Regions from separate parts of the Sus scrofa genome. Here regions 2, 3 and 4 are each linked to region 1. The links are chromatin contacts, called in public HiChIP or PLAC-seq and promoter capture Hi-C maps. All regions are on one chromosome and are shown on one strand. The core of a region is the stretch at or near the end of the contact, and the rest is flanking DNA. Distances in the headings are between cores, read along the strand shown.

Region 1 (2,854 bases), core at 135-2,634:
GGAAGTCCTTCAAATTTTATAACCAACAAACCTCAGAGGAGATCAGGTAGCTTCTCCTAAAGGCCACAAGGATCCATAAATATATTCAAATATCTAAACGCTCTTTTCTCTCCAAACCTCTTGAACATCCTCCAAACACTTTTACTGATTTTAGTCTATCTGAAACTTCCTCTGCTTCTGTTGAGTATTCTTCATATGCCACTTCTGATCAGGATATATCATCCACAAGTACTTTTTGCCCGCCCTGCCTTTCACAGATTGGCTAGCACAAGACACACCTGAATTCCTCCTAATCCCACTGTTTCTCTTCCCTGCTCAAGTCCTCTGTCACACTAAGTTTCTTGGAAGACAACCATAGTTTCTTAAAGAGGGATGCTCAGTCACATTCAGTGCAAAGCCAAGCCCCAGCTTTCAGCTCCCACACAATACAATAGTGTAAGTACTATTCCTTCTCCTAGAAAATTTATTAAGAAACTTCTGACTGAGACCTGCTCTTCTAAATCTTGGACTTTTAATCTTTTTAGCTAGGCTCTAGGTTACCCCTCTCTCTCACTCCGAAATGCGGCTGCTACAATTATCTTTGACATTTGCTACCAAAATAATGAGACTCTCAGACATTTGTTCAGCTTCCGACCTTGATGTCTGTTCCGCAGTTTACAAGTTACAAAGTATCTACTTCTGATCTACGCCTCAACCAACTGACTGCGGGGGGCGCCAAATGTCGCTACTCTGGTTTTAACAGTAAGGAACCAGGGTCTGTGAGATGTGGACGCCTTTGCCCAAAGTCACAGAGCGAATCCTCAAATCTAAAGGGTCTGCTCAACCTGAGGGTCCCTGTGAGCATTCCCCTTCTTTCCATTCTGCAGCCCTAGACCCCGCCGGATCCGCCCCCTGAGCTCTGAAAGGGCCGGGACAACCTTCTGCTCCACCCACGCTTTCCCAGAGAGGATCTAGGGCTCCCTCTCTTCTGTGGCGGGGGGTCAAGTCAAACTCCGGGGTCACTAACATCGCCCCTGCCCGGCCGGAAAAGAGGGTCCCGGCCCAAACAGGAAAAGAGGGGATGGGCCTGAGCGCCCAAGCCCCGCCCTCTGGCCCTGCGCGGCGGAAACGCGGGTTCGGCGCTCACCACTGCGCCCCTCGTTGCAGCGTGGTCCTCATTAAGGCCCCGAGCTCGGATTTCTGGGTCTCTGCATCCGGTCGTTCACGGCAGCCTCCGCCTTCCGCCATCTCGTCAGCGGCCCCGGTCCAGCCGGCCCGGACATCCGCCTCGCGCACAGCGTGCCGTGGGTCGCGAACACGCACTCACGCACGCACGCACGCACGTGCGCGCACCCAAGGACCTTCTCGCGCCGCGGCTTGTACGCTTGCCCTCTTCTGCCTTTCCCCCACCCTTCCAACGCGCCAACCCTGTCCCACCCGTGCGCGGCGGAGTGGGCGGGGGTTGGGGGAGCGGCCGGAAGAGGAAGTGGGCGCGGGGCGGGGGTGGGTAGGAGCTGCCGCTTCTTCCGCCCTGAAGGCCAAGCCACGGGGCGGCGGTCCTGCACCACTTCTCCTTTCAGCTCGGCGATCTTTAGGAGTCGGTCCGCAGACCCCATGACACCCTGGGCACCTCTTCTGGATTTGCAGGGTTATCCTGGTCTTAATAAAGGCAGCTCGGGTGCAAGGAGGCCTAGAACTAGGTCTTCTTTTCACTCCAGCCTTTCGGCTTTCAGCAGAGACCTTACGTTAGTCCTTAGCTGCCCAAACTTGGAATGGATCTCCATTCCCAGAGGCACTACAGGGATTTTAGAGGGTGTTAGGTGCACCAGCGCCTTGGGACCGAGTCTCGACGGTGTGGCCTAGTCGTTAGCAAGCTGGACGCCAGTATAACCTAGCCCAGGCAGTTACACAGGCCCCTGAGGTAGCTACTTGCTTTGTCGGGGAGTCAAGCAGCCGCAGAGGGGCAATAGCAATGGGGGAAGGAGAGGTAAAAGTCTGTTCTCCACATCAGATGCCGGGTTGCTGCTCTGTTTGTTGTTGCAACAAGATAGTGTTTGAACACCATATGTTTCCCACTCAACCCTGCAAACAAAAATCACAGCCCTCTTCCTGGAGGAGGAAGTAAACCCAGAGCAAGGTGGAGGCCAGACAGCTAGCCTATGTGAATCTAGCAGAGAAAATAAGATATACAAGGCCCAGTACCTGCCCTTATTTGATCTATAGGAGGAGAATAACTCTTCCACAAATGACCCCAGAGCCAAGCAGTGTGGGGTAAATGCCACTAACAGGTAGAACCAAAGATTAGACCCTGAACTGTGAAAGGGCGCCTTTGACTTGAGTAGCATTTGAGCGTGATCTTGAAAGCATAGAAATGATAGTGCATGTTAAAGGAGGAATAACTAGAAGGGTCAAAGAAAATTTCTGGAACTAGCAGGGTGGACGGAATCAAAGAATGAGGATTAGTCCAATTGAGCTGGGCACAGATTACTGAAAGGGCTTGGGATCTGAAGCTCAAAGGGAGGCCAGAGGGGCCACATGTCTTGCCTTAAACAGCCCACAGATATTGTGGGAAGTTTCAGAGCATAGAGAAATGGTTGAGGGTGCTTTATACCCACAGTGCTACTAGGAACCTTGGGAAAGATGGCTGTGAGGGAGGAGAGGAGAAACAGATGAACTGTGTTCATTTTTAGGGGTAGAAGAGATAGAGGTGGCCTGGTGAAGGTGTGGTAAGTCATTTGAACAGATTTACTATTTTTATGTTCGGCTTTTGGCTAATTGAAGTTACTTTGCACTCCTGGGACATCCACTATGCACCGTTTAGTCGAAGAGATCTCTTCACAGTGGGTAGGTAGCAGGGAAAAGTAAATTTGGAGTT
Region 2 (2,854 bases), core at 248-2,747, 120 kb after region 1:
ATGAGGTCTGTGCTCACTGCTGTCTTTTGTTTTGGAAGAACATTTACATATAATTGTACAGTCAGACACTAAAATCCCCAGCAGAATTTAGGGCTGCAAAGCAGTGTCTGGTGTATGTTTGGGGGAGGGGAGGACACGCTGTAAGTTGAAGGAGTGAATGAAAGAATGTATTTTGTTTAGAAACTCATAATTTTCTGCATTTTTAGCCTTTTCAAAGAAGCTAAATTTCAGAGCTGGATTTTTTTTTTTTTTTTTTTTTTGTCTTTTGTCTTTTTGTTGTTGTTGTTGTTGTTGCTATTTCTTGGGCTGCTCCCTCGGCATATGGAGATTCCCAGGCTAGGGGTTGAATCGGAGCTGTAGCCACCGGCCTACGCCAGAGCCACAGCAACGCGGGATCCGAGCCGCGTCTGCAACCTACACCACAGCTCACGGCAACGCCGGATCGTTAACCCACTGAGCAAGGGCAGGGACCGAACCCGCAACCTCATGGTTCCTAGTCGGATTCGTTAACCACTGCACCACGACGGGAACTCCCAGAGCTGGATTTTTTAAAGTTTTAATATCTAAAGAATGATTTGGGGATTTTCCTTAGTCTTTTTTTTTTTTTTTTTTGTCTTTTTGCCATTTCTTGGGCCGCTCCCACGACATATGGAGGTTCCCAGGCTAGGGGTCGAATTGGAGCTGTAGCCGCCAGCCTACGCCAGAGCCACAGCAACGCGGGATCCGAGCCGTGTCTTCGACCTACACCACAGCTCATGGCAACACTGGATCGTTAGCCCACTGAGCAAGGCCAGGGATCGAACCCGCAACCTCATGGTTCCTAGTCGGATTCGTTAACCACTGCGCCACGACGGGAACTCCCCTTTTTTTTTTTTTTTTTTTTTTTGTGGATTTTCCTTAGTCTTTACTTCTTTTTCTGGTCTGTATGAAGTTTGGAGCCCATGAATTTAAGTTTAAAGAATCAAAGGGAAGGAGTTCCTATCATGGTGCAGTGGAAATGAATCTGACTAGTATCCATGAAGATGCAGGTTCGATCCCTGGTCTTGCTCAGTGGGTTGGGGATCCAGTGTTGCCATGAGCCATGGTATAGGCCACAGATGAGGCTTGGATCCCACATTGCTGTGGGTATGGTGTAGGCCAGTAGCTGCAGCTCTGATTCCACCCCTAGCTTGGGAACTTCCATATGCTAGGGTGAGGCCTAAAAAAAAATATCACAGGGAGTTCCCATTGTGGCTCAAGGGTTATGAACCTGACTAGAATCTATGAGGATGCAGGTTTGATCCCTGGCCTCATTCAGTGGGTTAAGGATCTGGTGTTGCCACAAGCTGCTGTGGAGGTTGCAGATGAGACTGGATCAGGTGTTGCTGTGGCTGTGGGGTAGTCTGGCAGCTGCAGCTCTGATTCAAACCCTTCCATATGCTGCAGTTGTGGCCCTAATAAGAAAAGTAAAAGAATCGCAAACAGGTATGTGCATTTGGGAGATGGGTCATTCTTTTTTTTTTTTTTTTGCTTTTTAGGGCCGCACTGGTGGCATATGGAAGTTCCTAGGCTAGGGGTCAAATCAGAGCTACAGCTGTCAGTCTACGCCACAGCCACAGCAATACCGGATCTGAGCCTTGTCCGTGACTATAACATGGCTCACAGTAAAGCAGGATAGCACACTCACTGATAGAACCTGCATCCTCACGGATACTAGTTGGATTCACTAGTTGGATTCGTTTCTGCTGAGCCTAAAGGGGAACTTCCGGGGCATTCATTTTTTCTCTCTCTGGAGTCTGCTTCTCCCAGTCTTTCCTAAGGAGAGGAAGAAAGCAGGGGAAACCCAGTTCCACCAGGATCCCATGAGCAACCTCTGGCAGGCAGTAGCCAATTCTGTGTTCAGAATGTAATAGCTGACAAGAGTGCGGGCCTGGAATTCCAGCCTGGCCACAGGCCCAGGAAGGGATGGACACATTCTGCACAGGGAACAGAGTCCACCACAGGTCCCATACCCCGACCCGTTGAGTAATTGTTCAGGTCTAGTAACTGAAGCATCTGAGGCCTTTGAGGTGTGGGGGGGTGGCTAGGTAAGCCCTAGGGACAGTGAGAGCGTCTGTAGGAGCCTCCCCTTTAAGGGAGACAGACCTCAGCAGTAACTACCCGCCTTTCTTCCCCCCACCCCCTGAAAGAATGCGGGCCTTGAGTGAGTGACCAGAGCCAGCGGGTCAGAGCTATTTCTGGCGCCTGAGGAGCATCGGATTCCGGGTGTTGAGGGCAGGAGGAGGGGACGAGGGTCAGGCCCGAGCCACTTCCTGGACGCCCCCGCCTGCTGGGGGCACCCGGAGAGGGGCGCGGCTCCCTGCCCTTCCGGTCCTCGCCTCAGTTTCCTCATTAGTATAGGAGGCGGGCAACCGGGCCATCATCGTTTGCAATTTAGAGGACGCTTCCTGAGTGTTTTCTTGGCTTAGAAGTACCTGATCTGCGTTAGAGAGAAATCAGCAGGGCCAAAGGCAGTCTATGGATGGCTAGTTGCGGCAGGGCCAGTCATTAAGCCTGACCACCCGGGTAGGTTGGATGATTCTCAGCGGCTCAAATGCCTGAGGTTGGGCGCGGCGCCCCTCCCCCGCTCCCAGGTCTGAGAGCTCCCCGAGACGCGGACAGCTTGGGGCGTGTTCTAGGGGCGGACTTGGCTCGCCGCGGGGCGGGATTTCCAGGATGGGGCGTGTCTTTTCGGGTGGGGGCGTGGCGGGCCAATAGGCAGAGCGACGCTGGCGCGGGCGGGGGCGGAGCCTTTGCGCGGGTGCGGCGCTCTGCGGGGCGGCCGACGCAGGCAGAAGCGGGCGTCGCGGGGACTGTCGGTCGGCGCCGCACGGAG
Region 3 (2,854 bases), core at 123-2,622, 100 kb after region 1:
TTGGAATGTACTCCTCTACCAATCTAACAATTTCAACAAGAATCCACTGGGGCCTTAAAAAATTTTGCTTTCCTAGAACTCATAGTCCAAATGAGCACATCATGCAAACAAACCATGACCTCAGATCTTGCCACATGTCCAAAATGCTGCCAGAGGTCAAAGCCCTAACTCTAGAGGAGGTAGAAAATGTACAGATGAGTTCATCAAATGGACCAGGAAAAGGAGAAAATGTAAACATAGCATATACAAAGAAGCACCAAGTGGTGACAGATCCTGGCACCTGGGACAGTGGTTCGGCCTAGCTACAGCAGTTCTCATCACTGGATACTCATCAGAATTAACCAAGGAAAAAATTTTTTTTGAAAATTAAAAAAATATATAGCTATACAGGCTCCACTCCAGACCAAATGAATCAGGATTTCCAGAGTTGGGCCCTTTAATAAAATCTCTCAGCTTAGAGTAAGGAACAGCTTGGGGAAGAACCATATACTATAAGTCAAAGTGCACATGTGGAGAAGCAAATAGGGCACAGACACAGAGTGGCCCTGAATGTTAGGCCATTAGAAAGTGGGCTTTGTCCTCTTGATTTCTGCATTGTCCAGTCACTCTGCCAGCAAAAGTAGAAGAGCAACTGGAGACTGGTAACTGGAGCCACTGGGAAAATCCCAATGAGGGATGAGTTGATCCTGACCTCCAGCAGGGACTGTAGGTCTGGGCAGGAGGCATTTTTGTGGGTTTGTTGTTTGTTTGTTTTTGCATACTCCCTAGGTATGCCTAAGTTTCTGGGCCAGGGAGCAAATAGAGTCAGCAGCGACAACCGCCAGATCCTTAACCCGCTGCACCTCAAGAGAACTCCCTTAGCCTACTACGTTGCCACTTCTGTGCCAGGGCTGTTCTGGACACTGGGAAGAGATGTTGAAGAGAACAGAAGAGGAAGCTGTGTTACAGTAAATACTTGTTAACTGAAGAGATAAACAAATAGTTAACTGATTCTTTAGGGCGAGGGCTCTGGAGAGGCTTTCAGTAAAAGATTAGATGCCTGGGACACGCCCGAGTTCCCCAGATAGGCCCCGCCCAGGAGCCCGGGTCGCGCCCACAGGGCTTGCTCACCTCGAAGGGCGCGACGCTGGGGAAGGTGACATCGATGACCAGCACGCCAGGCCGGCCTTGGGAGGTCCGCACGTCCCCCACCTGCAGGGCCACAGTGCCTTTCACATGGCAGGGCACGGACACGCGGGACATGGTGCCAACGACCAGGACCAAACACAACTGCCGCTCCTGGCTTTGGACCAATGGTCCTTCCCTGCGTCCCAGCCGAGCCCCAAGAACTACAACTCCCGAGAGGAATCGTGCTGGGCCAGCCCAGCCAATGACCGATGCTCGGGGCGGGCCGGGAGTCGGAAGTGCCTGCGGAAGTGCTCCTTCAGCCAATCACCGAGAGAGCCTTGGAGACGCGCCGCAGCCATTGCTCAGAAATGGCTTAGCTAGCCTGGATGCAATATCGGGCTGGGCCCTCTGTCCACCGCAAGTACTTCTATGCAAGGCGGACGTCTTTCAGAACTCGTAAGCCATGAGCATGAATGAGTATAGGTCCTAGGCGACTTTAGTTGCAAATATAGATATTAACCCTTTTTTTTTAATAGGCAAAGGATTTGAAGGGATAATTTACAGAAGATAGATAAATAGCCAGTATGCCCGTGAAAATATGTTTAACATGATTATTCACGAGGGAAACATAAATTAGAGACCTCACACACACCCACTAAACGCCAGTAAGCAGGCTAAAATTAAAGACTGACAAGAATGTGGAACAAGAATGTGGAATCCACTGATAATTAACTGGTACTTCGAAAAGCGGTTTAGCCATTCTTTTTTTGTTTGTTGGTTTTTGTGCCATTTCTTGGGCCGCTCCCGCGGCATATGGAGGTTTCCAGGCTAGGGGTCCAGTCGGAGCTGTGGCCACCGACCTACACCAGAGCCACAGCAACGTGGGATCCCAGCCGCGTCTGCGACCTACACCACAGTTCGCGGCAACACCGAATCCTTAACCCACTGAGCAAGGCCAGGGACCGAACCAGCAACCTCATGGTTCCTAGTCGGATTCGTTAACCACTGAGCCACGATGGGAACTCCCAGTTTAGCCATTCTTTAAGAACTAAATTTATACCTATAATATGATGCAGCCTTTGCACTCATTAGTGTTTACCCAAGAGAAATGAAAGCACATGTCCATCCAAGGGCTTTATTCACAATAGCCAGAAGTTGGAAATAATCCAAATGTCCAACAGATTAGCTAATTGTGGTATGTCCACACAATGGAACACTACTCAACAATAAAAAGAAATGAACAAAGCCATGTGTCTATCAACAGATGAATGAGTAAACAAAATGTAATTATATAAGATGGAATTATTCAGCCTTAAAAAGGAATGCAATTCTGATGTATGCATCAACATGCATGAACATTGAAAATATTATGCTCAGTGAAAAAACAGACATAGAAGTACAAATACTGTATGATACCACTTATGTTAGGTACCTAGACTAGTCAAATTCATACAGTAAGTAGAATAGAGGTTGCCAGGGGCTATGGGCAGGGGAAATGGTTATCGTTTAATAGGTACAGAGTTTCAGTTTAGGATGGATAAAAAAATTCTGGAAATAAGTGTTGATTACACAGCACTATGAATATATGTAAAACCAGTGAACGATAGGAGTTCCTGTCGTGGCACAGCAGAAACAAATCCGACTAGGAATCATGAGGTTGTGGGTTCGATCCCTGGCCTTGCTCAGCAGGTTAAGGATTCGGCGTTGCCATGAGCTGTAGTGTAGGCCAGCAACTACAGCTCCGATT
Region 4 (2,854 bases), core at 118-2,617, 87 kb after region 1:
CTAATCTTTTATCTTCACCCCAAACAATGTCACTTGTGCCAAATGCTCAAAACAACATCTCTCCCAATTTAGTCATGTCTAAAGTGACAATCATGCAATGGTACAAATGCATTACACATCTGGATGTGTGACACAAGGTGGCTGACAAATTCTCACCACATACAACATTTAAAAGAATTTTTTAAAGTATTTTTCCCCTTCAGGTCTGGCAGGAATATAATCTGATTACACACCTGCAAGGGACATTTACTTCAAAAGACTGTCTTAAATACAAAGAGAACCAAACAAGTTACCAACAGAGGTAAAAACTTTTTATCAGGACCATTATGAAACACAAGGGAAACCAACTTTAAGTAAAAAGGATGCCAATTTTCCATCATTAACTACTAATCATGGTTTTGAACAAATCGAGTGCAAATAGTGCTATTTAATGAACATGTAACTGGATCCAACTGGACAGATGTTTAGGTGATTCCTAATCAAGGTAATAACTCAGACTAAGAAAAATTGCAAATTAATACTATATTTTTATGCTACATAGTTTAATCAGGAAAAATATCCCCTTCAATTGGAAAATTCCCTTCTTCCAATATCGAAGAATCCTAACCCCTAGGATTTCAACACTGTTTTACTTAACACAATCTCAAAGAATACTGCATTAAAAAGGAAAATACCCAAAACGTAACTGGACTTCACCAAGTATAAAACGGTGATTCATGTTTCATACTAAATGTAAAAGCCAAAATGGAGTTGTAAAGAGTTTCTTTCCCATTTCAACTCCGATAGCCAAGCACGCTTCCCAGCGGCCGGCTGCCCCCCGGGTCGTGGGGCCAGTCTCACAACCCCCGCCCTGCCCCGCGCAGCCCTAAGAGAGGAAGCGCCCGGGACCGCGGGGCGGGCAGGCGGCTAGGGCTCCACCAGGCCTGGCCGGGCGGGGGAAGGGGCGCGGGAGGCCGCGGGGCGCGCTTCCGGGGACCGCGCGGGCGGGGCCGCCGCTTTGGGAAGAGGAGCCCGGCTACTGGGCCCCGAGTTAGGGTCAGGGGACAGGGTCCTGGGGCTCCCGGCCGAGAGCAGCAGGTGGGGCGCGGCCGCGGCGGGGCGGCGGCTGGCGGGCGGCCGGAAGAGTGCCGGGCGGGCGGGCCCGGGACGCCAGGAGGGAACCCTCTCGCTCACCTAAGGCGACGACTCCAAGGCCGGCTTCTCCGCGCCGAGAACGCCTGTCCGCGAGTCGCGAGCTCGAAGACTACGGCGGGTGGCTGTGGAGGTGGCGGTGGACTAACGAGAGAACCGACGGAGAGCGACGGGCGGGGAGCGCGAGAGAGCAAGAGCGGGCGGCGACGGCGGCGGGAGGGCGGGGAGCGACGTGCGCGCCCCCGAGTGCCCAGCGGGCTCGAGCCGGCCCCGGTCGCGGCCCCGCGCACGCGCGCGCACTCAGGGCTCAGCCACGATTGCTCAGGAGCGCGTCCACACCCTAAAAGCAAGACGCTTAACCAATCATTGCAGCCGCGTGGTGCATCACGGGAACTCTGGGGCTATAAAAGAGCTGGTTGCTATTTTATACTCCTCGAGTCACTCATCCTTTAAGCAGGGTGGGGCTTGGTGCGCGTGCGCGGTTTTACTGCTCCGCCCCAACTGCCAACTCTGCGCGCAGGCGAGGTAGGCGCTCCATGCCTCGGTTTACGCGTGCGCATTATTGAGTCTGGCTCCGGAAGACCGGACGCTTGCGCAGTGGGGACTACGGTGACAGTCCCCTGGGTCCGCCACCGGCCAGTCATGGCGGAGCCTTGGTCGGGGCAGTCCTTGCAGGTTCTGCCGGCCACGGTGCTGGGCGCGCTGGGCGCCCTCGGCAGCGAGTTCCTGCGGGAGTGGGAGGCTCAGGACATGCGCGTGACCCTCTTCAAGTTGCTGCTGCTTTGGTTGGTGTTAAGTCTCCTGAGCATCCAGCTGGCGTGGGGGTTCTACGGGAGTACGGTGACCGGGCTGTATCACCGCCCAGGTGAGGCTCCCCACCAACTTCCGTGGACCGGCCACCCTCTTCCCGCACTGACTGTACCTTCGGGTTCCCCGAACCCTCCCCCCCAGATTACCACTGGTGCCCTGAGAACCTAATGACAACGCTGTATCCTGACCCATGTCAACATAGCATTTCATGCCAGTAACCCCACCAGTCCACCCATGATATATAATTTCCCTTGCACTCTCATCAGACAATACCACAAGTTCTTTAGGGCCTCCACCACACTCTCCAACAAATACCACTGGCCTCTAACCTGACCTGGGCTGATGCCTGCTCAGATACCCACCCCCAGCCTGTTGCAGCTCTGGATGTGTTCCTGCCCCCAGGTCTGGGCAGCCAGAACGGATCCACACCTGATGGCTCCACGCATTTCTCGTCCTGGTGAGTAAATCTCTTCCCACTTTAACCCCATGCTTGGCACATAGAGGCCACTCCTGAGCTGAGGATAGGGGAGGGGAGTTCTCAGGGTAGGAGTCCACCAGCTTAGTGGCCTTTGCAGTAAACTCCAAGGTCTCTAACTAGAGCTCAAGCTGTAAGTGACACTGATGTCTAAACAACCCATCATTATGTTGTTCAGTAACCTGTGGGGCAGGTGACATTATTGTCACAATTTCAGAGATGAAGGGGCAAGCCTGTTGGATTCCAGTCCACCATAAGCCCCTAATTTGGAAAAACAGGAGCCTCTGTCCTTAGTGCGCTGACTGGCCTCCTCAGGATCAGCCTCCTCATCTGTAAAACATGAACTCACTAATCAGTGCATTCATTCAGCTGATCTCTGAGCTCCTAGTACATGGCAGGGGCCACGCTAGATCTAGAGAATAAGAACATCCCAGGCCC

The links. Promoter capture Hi-C pulls out the DNA fragments that hold promoters and counts their contacts. HiChIP or PLAC-seq counts read pairs in DNA pulled down with a chosen protein or histone mark.
Region 2: a contact with region 1 is called in an H3K27ac HiChIP or PLAC-seq map of alveolar macrophages. The contact joins the promoter of DAG1 here to the promoter of USP4 in region 1. A contact is called at or near these places in 2 of 5 promoter capture datasets (fetal liver and liver), 26 of 47 Hi-C or Micro-C datasets (adipose tissue, alveolar macrophages, blood and 12 more) and 2 of 2 datasets of contacts at active chromatin or transcription factors (alveolar macrophages and skeletal muscle).
Region 3: a promoter capture Hi-C map of liver shows a contact between it and region 1, with 10 times the contacts expected there. The contact joins the promoter of NICN1 here to the promoter of USP4 in region 1. A contact is called at or near these places in 3 of 5 promoter capture datasets (fetal liver and liver), 31 of 47 Hi-C or Micro-C datasets (adipose tissue, alveolar macrophages, blood and 13 more) and 2 of 2 datasets of contacts at active chromatin or transcription factors (alveolar macrophages and skeletal muscle).
Region 4: a contact with region 1 is called in an H3K27ac HiChIP or PLAC-seq map of alveolar macrophages. The contact joins the promoter of RHOA here to the promoter of USP4 in region 1. A contact is called at or near these places in 2 of 5 promoter capture datasets (fetal liver and liver), 12 of 47 Hi-C or Micro-C datasets (adipose tissue, alveolar macrophages, blood and 7 more) and 2 of 2 datasets of contacts at active chromatin or transcription factors (alveolar macrophages and skeletal muscle).

The regions. Positions count from the first base shown.
Region 1 is chr13:31,902,993-31,905,846 of Sscrofa11.1, forward strand. It overlaps USP4 (ubiquitin specific peptidase 4), which reads right to left and starts at 1,385. Exons shown (of 22, transcript NM_001243188.1): 1 at 1,127-1,385. The coding sequence starts at 1,227.
Region 2 is chr13:32,026,522-32,029,375 of Sscrofa11.1, forward strand. It overlaps DAG1 (dystroglycan), which reads left to right and starts at 1,498. Exons shown (of 3, transcript XM_021068744.1): 1 at 1,498-2,544.
Region 3 is chr13:32,005,894-32,008,747 of Sscrofa11.1, forward strand. NICN1 (nicolin-1) reads right to left here and starts at 1,373. Exons shown (of 6, transcript XM_021068737.1): 1 at 1,111-1,373. The coding sequence starts at 1,242.
Region 4 is chr13:31,989,840-31,992,693 of Sscrofa11.1, forward strand. RHOA (ras homolog family member A) reads right to left here and starts at 1,368. Exons shown (of 6, transcript NM_001244437.1): 1 at 1,174-1,368. TCTA (T-cell leukemia translocation-altered gene protein) reads left to right here and starts at 1,569. Exons shown (of 3, transcript XM_021068739.1): 1 at 1,569-1,996; 2 at 2,344-2,398. The coding sequence starts at 1,774.